Linked DNA regions of Mus musculus: all the other regions are linked to region 2. The links are chromatin contacts, called in public HiChIP or PLAC-seq maps. All regions are on one chromosome and are shown on one strand. The core of a region is the stretch at or near the end of the contact, and the rest is flanking DNA. Distances in the headings are between cores, read along the strand shown. Region 1 overlaps Msi2 (musashi RNA-binding protein 2). Region 2 holds the start of Ccdc182 (coiled-coil domain containing 182). Region 3 overlaps Msi2 (musashi RNA-binding protein 2).

Evidence for each region. HiChIP or PLAC-seq counts read pairs in DNA pulled down with a chosen protein or histone mark.
Region 1: a contact with region 2 is called in an H3K27ac HiChIP or PLAC-seq map of stem cell-derived neural progenitor cells, with 5 times the contacts expected there. The contact joins the enhancer-like site here to the promoter of Ccdc182 in region 2. A contact is called at or near these places in 7 of 39 promoter capture datasets (the 3T3-L1 cell line, epiblast stem cells, hippocampal neurons and 4 more), 2 of 484 Hi-C or Micro-C datasets (cerebellar granule neurons and nephron progenitors), 9 of 115 datasets of contacts at active chromatin or transcription factors (astrocytes, cardiomyocytes, differentiating embryonic stem cells and 6 more) and 1 of 9 other capture datasets (adipose tissue).
Region 3: an H3K4me3 HiChIP or PLAC-seq map of stem cell-derived neural progenitor cells shows a contact between it and region 2, with 12 read pairs. The contact joins the enhancer-like site here to the promoter of Ccdc182 in region 2. A contact is called at or near these places in 15 of 39 promoter capture datasets (3T3-L1-derived adipocytes, the C10 cell line, the HPC-7 cell line and 9 more), 3 of 484 Hi-C or Micro-C datasets (the HL-1 cell line, the Patski cell line and embryonic stem cells), 27 of 115 datasets of contacts at active chromatin or transcription factors (the 230-238 cell line, the NIH/3T3 cell line, the SCID.adh cell line and 19 more) and 1 of 9 other capture datasets (macrophages).

Annotation. Positions count from the first base shown.
Region 1 is chr11:88,583,854-88,586,553 of GRCm38.p6, reverse strand. All of the region lies in intron 6 of Msi2 (musashi RNA-binding protein 2), which reads left to right. Among named protein-coding and RNA genes, the nearest start is that of 0610039H22Rik, 34 kb to the left of the region's middle. Within about 2 kb of position 1,268, at least 105 of the 459 cell types and tissues checked have an H3K27ac peak or open chromatin away from gene starts, as enhancers often do. A contact at or near this core is called in astrocytes, differentiating embryonic stem cells, embryonic forebrain and 3 more, where this site is marked.
Region 2 is chr11:88,292,700-88,295,399 of GRCm38.p6, reverse strand. Ccdc182 (coiled-coil domain containing 182) reads right to left here and starts at 1,357. Exons shown (of 1, transcript NM_028859.1): 1 at 139-1,357. The coding sequence starts at 1,304. The coding sequence ends at 846.
Region 3 is chr11:88,701,236-88,703,935 of GRCm38.p6, reverse strand. The region is part of intron 5 of Msi2 (musashi RNA-binding protein 2); the gene reads left to right. Among named protein-coding and RNA genes, the nearest start is that of Msi2, 16 kb to the left of the region's middle. Within about 2 kb of position 1,380, at least 47 of the 459 cell types and tissues checked have an H3K27ac peak or open chromatin away from gene starts, as enhancers often do. A contact at or near this core is called in embryonic basal ganglia, embryonic forebrain, neural stem cells and 1 more, where this site is marked.

The DNA.
Region 1 (2,700 bases), core at 19-2,518, 290 kb before region 2:
CAATACATTGCTCACAGTAGCAAGCGTGGTATATAGTAAGCAAAACAGTTGTCACCACATTACAGTTTATTTCTGGGACTCGTGATGCAGGGATAGTGCGTCTTGATTGGAGACTGCATTCTTTATTTGGAAAAGGGCACTATTTATAAGCTAGAATTGTCGTCCTATGAGTAAGGCCCAGAAAAACTGAATAAGTTACTTTCAGTCTTCCTGTCCCAGGCGGGGTCTGAATGATCCAAACTCATGACGTTCAAACCTTCATCTTAAGATGGTTTTACGGTGTGTTGATGTTTCTGATTTACAGTTACATGTGTTTGGTGCTGAGCTCTTAAATACATTTTAAAATGTGCTTTCAAAGATGTCAAGTTAGACACATGGCATCTCCAGGATGGATGTGGATGGTGGGAAAGAAGTTGTCCAAGCTCACACAGCCAGGCTGGGTAGAGCCAGGATAGGCCCTTGTGGCACGAGCTAGGCTCTCTGTGCTCTTGATAAAACCCTGTCTGCTCCTTGGGCAGTCAGCAGACTCTCATGCACAGGGAACAGGGCTTATTCATTTGTCAAAACCCACTCATCTCCAGTAATTTATTTAACTGCCTTGGTTTTTTGGTGGACATTATCTGTGTTTGTGATTTCATACATAACAGCAATGATGTATATAGACCATTCCAAAAGCTGGCAGATGACTGATGCTCTGATATGCTGGAGCAGAACGACTCCAAAGAGCCTATCTCTTAACAAAGTGCCCTGGGCTGCAGAAGCCCTCCTCCTCCTCCTCCTTCTCCTCCTCCTCCTCCTCCTCCTCTTCTTCCTCCTCTCCCACTCCCCTTTGGGCCCCTTCTTCAAGTTTCATTCTCATACTTACATTCATGATAGAAATTTGATCAAAGAGGACTGGAAGCAGAGTTGACCCCTCTGCCTTGTGCTGGATGGAGAAGAAAGTTTCCCACTTCTCAGCTGCTCCCGGGGCGAGGCGCCAGGGCAGCTCCAGTGGCCAGCTCTGCTCCCCTCGGCTCCCTAGGTGATGCTGACTTCACAGTACTCCAGTGAGAGCCATGGAGGCTTCCAATTATACTTCACATGGCGAGCTGTGTAATTAGTTTGGAAGACTTATGCTTAGTCATTGGTTTATCCTAATCGGCTTTGGCTTTTCCCAACAACAAAGTGAGCTCATTTTGCTGAGCTGAACCGACTCTGCACCCTTTGTCTTGGTGTCCATTGTCTCTCTCCTTTCATTCTGTCTTACTGCCAGCGTTCTGTTTCATTAGGCCGGCAAGTCATTTCCAATCCAGTGGGCTGCTACAATCCAGCCTTTTATCACCCGCTGCCCTGGTTCCCATGTCCCCTCTGGGCCTGGGCCTGAGTCTGTGGCTTGATATGAGGGCCTTAACCCCTTCGTGGGCTAGCTGGTGGTGGTGATGGTGAGGGGCAAAGACAGCAAGGAAGGATAGGGTCTGGGAAGTTATAACTTCCTGGCTTCCAGGGAAGGGAGCTCTCTGGGAAGATCGTGGGTGGGTGGAGTGCTCTTAGCACCTTCTGTAGGAGCTGGGCTGTGTGAGGGGCTGAGAAAGTTAGCTAAGGCTCCAAAGAGTGATTGGTGTTTGAAAACTTCATAGGAAAAACAGTTGGAAACCAGAATGAACTGGCTTTTTCACATAGGAATCCCTCCTTTAGTCCACTGATGTGGGGGCTCTGGGAGTGCATATTTTGAGAGTGAAAACCTGGTGCCTGCTTTTTAGCCCCAGGCTGTAGTAGGTATATGGAGGTGTGGCTGTGGCCTCTGTTTGGATTCCTTTTGATTCAGAAAGTGTGAGGAAAGTCTTACCTAGAAGGAAAAACAAAACAAAACAAAACCCCTGGCATAAAGCCTTTGAAATTGGAAAAGCAAGGGATTTGTGAGAAATAAAGAGGCAAGTTACCATATTCCTGAAAGTGGACTGTGATCCTGGGATAGATTTTTTTTTTTTTATCACTTCCAAATGTGTGGCACAGATAAACAGCTCTGTACAGTGTGTGATTCTCTCAGAAGTAGCCTGGAAAACAAAAATCTGTGTGTGTCCTTTGTGGCTGTCTCTGCTCCCACGGGGCCTTCATCCTCTGAAGTGGTTTGCGCAGGTGGGCTGGCAGGAGGGAAGGGGGCCTCCTTGCTCATCTGCTTGGCATCTTCCAGAGCCCGGAGTGTTCCTTAGACTTGTAAGTGGGGCCAGGAAGACTCATTCCCTCAGTTCATGATCCTGAGATAGCCAGATGCAAAGCCAACCTTGTCCCCACGTCATTCCTGTCCTCTGTCTGGTTTGTGTTAATCCCTCCTTTCAGAAGCATATCTTATGGAGAAGAGGACAGGGGACAGGGGACAGCAAAGTGCTGCCTCATTTCCCACATTCCCCGTTTAGGCCCAGGTGGCAGACAGCATCACCACCAGTTAACAAGATCGCTATGCTGGCTGTAAATCCTCCCTGTGCTTGTGTCTTGTGTCTTCCTGCTCGCGTCAGCCTCCCAACCTTGTTTCTGCTCTGGCCAGTGGAGTTAGAAATAGATTCAGCTCCCTAGCCTCGCTTCTCCTAAATCTTCATGTTTTTGCTTCAAACAAGAATTCCTAAAATAGACAGAAGGTTTCCAGGAAGGCGTCCCATTTCCCTCTTAGTGTACAAAATATAGCCAGCTGTTAGGCAAAGGCATCAGACATTATTATTGTACCGT
Region 2 (2,700 bases), core at 108-2,607:
AGTTGACTATTTGAAAAGTGCTGTCCTGCCCTCAGGAGATACCTGTGGGGGCAGGCAGTAATGGGGGGGGGGGAGAGCATTGTTTGATACATGGCCAGACACCCTAGCAACTACTGTTCAGAGAGTCAAATAAAGGTGTCAGTTTCACTGTTTTATTGTGCGAACTTATAGATGTCACCTTGAGTGCAGTGGCGAGCCGAGAGTTCCACCATCAGAAACCTAACAAGGTTCACCCCACGGAGCAGCCTGTCTTCGGGGTAAATGGAGAGGAAGCAGAGTTGAACCAAAGCAGTAAGGAAAAGAGAGGACCAATAGTCCAACTATGCAAGCAGACTGAAACGGCGAGGTCAGGAATTACACAAAGCCGGCCGTCTGAGTCCAGTTCAGGATGCGGGCAAGCCCTCTCTCTCACTAAGCCCCCAACCTGTCTCGGTATAGAACACACACTGACAGGTCTCAGGAAACCAATTGTGAAGTGATAAATCACGAAAGCCTGGAGTCATTAAAAGAAAGGTTAAATCTGTTCAACACAACCAGTTTAAGAATACTCAAGAAAAATGCCCCTACATCCAAGCAACCGTACCATTACAAACGGGAAACAGTTCGAGGGGATGGTTACAGGTCTGACATAGTGTCTGGGGCCTCCTTCCTTGACGAGGCTGGATAAACGGAACTTCACCCGAAAACCATATTGAGGTCTTTTTTGCCTCTCTGCATGGTGTTATTTTGGTAGCAGGAAAGCAATAAAAATGGGGCAAGGGGAATAAATGGGGACTTAGCGTTTGTCCTTCCATTAAAAAACAATCTTGCCCGCCAGCTCGGGCGCACACTCGGGCGCGGGCCGCTCAGTCCGCCTGGCTCTTCCTGATGGCTCGCAGCGGGTTGTGGCTCCTGACCAACATGTTCTCCAACCGCTGGCAGTGTTCACGAAGCTGCTTCTCCCGGGGCAGGAGGAAGGTGAGGACCTTGTTGCGGACGATGCCTCGGTCCTCCTCCTCCCTCAGCCGCTGCTTCACTCGCGCCGCCTGCTCCTCCTGCTGTGCCAGGACGCCACTCATCTGGCAGAAGGCGTCCTCCAAGTAACGGATGGCCTTCAGTGCCTCCTCCTTGAAGTCCTCCAACTCCCTTTGTACCCCGGCCACCTTCTGCTGTAGGATCTCCAAGTCGGCCGGCAGAGGGAGGTAGGAGGGCCATGACTGAGACAGGGAAAGGTCCCCAGACTGGAGCCCGCTTTCCACCATCTTCTTGCCCTGTAAGGTATTCACCTTCATAAGAATGGACCCTGCCTGAAAGAGGGCTTCCATTATCTCCTTCTGCAGAGAGGAAGCCAAGAAACTGAGTCAGAGATTTGGGAGCTAGAAACACTATCACTTGAAGTCGTTGGACCCATCTCATTGTGACATCACGACCCTTCAGCCAATCAGAAAGAAAACCCCCAGTTCACTATTTTGCATATTGTTGGTAACCTACAGATTTACTGCGCTTCCCAAGTCTCCTGAAATGAGGCTTTTCATTAATCGGTCACCCAGTCAGAACTGGCGTTCAAGCGTTCCTTTAACCCCGAGGGCAAATCTGAGGGAGTGGAGAAAACTGGCTAAGTCAAGGCAAGCCAGGTCAGGTTCACAGGCTGCCAAGACCGAGCAGTCTCCTACCCCATAAGGAGCACAGCTGATTTCACGGCCTGGTGTCTGGGCTTCCTCGGGCTCACCAATAGGACAAAGGCATTCTTAGAAATGATGGTGCAAGATGCTAGAGGAGTAATCCCATCCCATATCCATATTCCCGCAATGGCCAGATGATGCCAGAATGCATAGGTGATCGACTTACTGTGATAAATGTGTGTGCTCTTAAAGGGTGGTTCACAGAAATGCCCGAGGGATAAAAGTGAGCCGTTCATATTCATTCAGTTAAAACTTCCCGGGTGCTTGCCGGATTCTGGAGCTAGGGAATGAGTGTAAGTAATGTTTCCCAACGTTCCTGGATGGTGGCAGATAGGAGTCTGTGGATACGGGTAAATCGTGTGGTTTTGCCTGGTTACTCTAACAGAGGCAAATGTTCCTAGCCACATGTGGCTCAGTCCAAAACTCTGCCTTTGTATATTGCAGTCTCTTGCCCAGACCTCCCACTGGGACTCCAAACATAAACGCCCCCCCCAACAACCGACCTTGAAGCCAATCCATCTAGAGCTAGATAAATTACCTCTTCAAACTGGTTCCTGCTCTCCTATCCTACCAATGACCCTTCCTGGGACAGCAGCCACAGCAGCATCTAGTGCCAAGTTTTAAATGTCTGTCTCCTTCCCACCTCATGTTGAAACTGACATCCTATCAGCGTTGAGAAGTGAGGGGCTTTTGAAGGCAGAGCATATCAGATGGATGGTGTCATCTCTAGAATGGGGTTCATTACCGTAATCATCTCTGCTTGACCCCTTTTCTGTTTCTCTTGCCACCTTTGCCTTTCTTCCACATGGGAAGGCATAGCATGAGAGTCCTCACCAGACACCAGCTCCCTGATTTTAGACTTGCCAGCTTCTGGGATTACAGAATTACAGGGAAACAAATGTTTTTGTTGTTTTGTAGATCTCTCAGCCTCTGATATTTTATTTTGTCACTGTGGAACAGCACAGAGTAAGCTCCCGGGGGTTAAACTAGACTCTGCCACTTCCAAGTGACCTCGAAGGCTGTTGTTAGGTCTCTTATC
Region 3 (2,700 bases), core at 131-2,630, 410 kb before region 2:
TGTTTGTGTCTGAGAACCTGTTAGCTTAGCATAGTGAAATGACGCTTCACTTAATGGTTTTGTGTCTTTTTTTTTTCCTTCTGGGAAATGGGGCCATCTATATAGTAGCTCATTCTAGACTTTTTAAAGGGGATGGAATGAGGCAATGCCTCTGGGTGAGTGCACACAGTGGGTACAAATGGAAGCATTGGTTTACCTGTTCCTGTCCCCAGAAATGGCACTGTCCACACCAGAAGAGGACTGTACCCAGCAACCTGCAGATAGCTTGGCATGGTTATTCTGCATGTAGATGATGGATGGTCCAGCACACTGTGATGGGAAACTTGATGGCAATGGCTTGGCTGGCTCATGGGGTCTTGGCTTTCGGGGGCAAGATAGCATGCACCCTTTATCTTGGCCATGCTCAGCGGGCGTGAGGAATTCATTTCCTTCTCTGTGTTGGATGCCTGTGGGTTTTTTTTTCTCTCCCTGCCTTTGAGAGTAAAGTCCTGGGCTGTAGCTAGGGAAGAGCTGAGACCCCACTGGGAGAGGTCTCCTCTAGAGCCTTCTCTCTCCCGGGGCTGGTCTTTATCTGCCTGGGGGTAGTTTCACCAATGACTGATCTGAAAGCACCACATTCATTTATCTGTCACTGGCTGTGACAGGCAAGTTAATGCTAATGGATTCTTTTTTTAGCCTGTTGTCTGGGATGTTTCTCCCAAATGTCCTGAAATCTATGGCATTAGGGGAATGTGTAACTTTTATGGTAGGGGAGGATTTAAAAGATAAATAGGGTTTTGTGTGCAAGGGGCTAGCATTTAGGTTAGGGGCAAGAGCGGCCAGCTGAGGGATGTGGGGCGAGCACAGAGTCGTCTTTTTAAGAAATCCATTCAGAACTCCAAATTGCTGTTTCTGTTTCAATTATGTGACAATTTCAAGGGTTTAGAAAAATCTAATAAAATGGTCTTGACGATGAATTCTGGGGAGAGTGCTTTAGAAGGTTCTGGAGAATAAATTCATTGGGGGTCAAGAGACTGTCGTTCCCGCCACCCTCCAAGCCTGCTTCATCTGGGTTTTTACATTTTTATTGTTTTGAAGGGCAGGAAAACGGTGTAGGAATGCATTCAGGGCTTCACCCATAGCCTCCACAGAAATGAATTATTCTCTTTGGGCAATTGCAGACACACGGACACTGCGCTCTTTCTTTTCTTTTTCTTTTCTTTTCTTTTTTTTTTTTTTTATCCTAAGATGACATCCCGTAAACGACTTTCAGAGCATGATTTGTGTGTGCGGTGATGTTGAATAAAGCACCAAAGAGAAGCCACTGGAGGAGGGGGGCTGAGCGTGTGGGAGCTCTGGAAGAGGTTTCCCTCCCTCTCTCCAATCAAAAGCTTTTGATAGTTTCCCAGAGACCAGAAGTTTACAATGGAAGTGGGCTTCTGGGCTGCCTACTGGAACTGAGTGCAGAAAGACACAGTGTAGCAAAATGGGATGCTGAGTGACATTAATGAGGTGACCACTCTGGCGGGAAGGAGACAAGGGAACAGCCAAGTCGCAGTTCCCATGATTTGTTTCCAGCTGAACGTGTTGTGCACTTTTTGTGTGTTTGCTTGTGTGTGGGTCTCTCTCTGTGTGCTTTTTTTTTTTTTTTTTTTTTTTTTTTGCTTCCTTGTTCAGTGTGGGTTTGAATGCCTGTGGTGTGTCGCGGTGGCCTGCACCCAGACTGGCCCCTGTTTCCAGTTGCTGCACAGCCAATTTGAAACTAAGAAAAAAAATGTGTGAGAGAGAATGTGTGAGAGAGTGTGTGTGTGTGTGTGTGTGTGTGTGTATGAGTGTGTGTAAAAGAATGTGTGTATTTGTGTATATCTGTGTGTACTCACATACCCTGGCATGCATGTGGAGGTTAAAGGGCAGCTTGTCAGAGTTATTTCTCTCTTTCCACCATGTGAGTATTTGTGATTAAACTCAGATGAGCAGACTTGGCTGTGGACACCCCCCCCCCACACACACACACACAACAATCCCATCTCTTCAGCCTAGAAGTCAGATTTTAAGGTAGGTGGAGTTTTGTTCTACTCTGGTCACCTGCTGGAGCCAGGATGGGTGACATGCGAGGTCACTGTCACAGAGCTGTGCACTGTTAGTACACTGGAAGGGAGACTGTGAAAACCCCATTTGTGCTTTATCCTTGAAGTTGGTTCAAACTGGGGGAAGGGGGAGAAGAAAACCTGTAAGCCGTGGTGGTCCATCCCTTTAACCCCAGCACTCAGGAGACAGAGGCAGGCAGATCTCTGTGAGTTCCAGGCCAGCTTGGCCTATACAGCAAGTTCTGTGAGTTTGTTTATTTATTTATTTTAAAATTCCAGAAAGGTCCTACCCTGATAACGCTTCCCATTGGTGACATGAATGCAACACAATTGCAACACATGCTTCATACATAATTTAGTGTCTTGGAGAGTTCTACATTCTCATGTCTAGTCTTGGGGGAGAATGTCTCACTCTTTGAGGACAACAGCCTTGCAGGTAGCTCACCTGGAGAGTCTTCAGGGAGGCTGATTTTGTGGCCAGGCCCTTAAGTGTCCCCTGGCTTTGTTGTCAGCCTGTGTCAGAAGGAAGCAGGTACCTTCATCTCCTTCACAGTGACACTGGGGTAGTGCTATTCAGAGTGACGGGCAAGTGTGGGCAAACCTGCTAGAAGCTCTCAGTGCTCAGAGCCTGCCA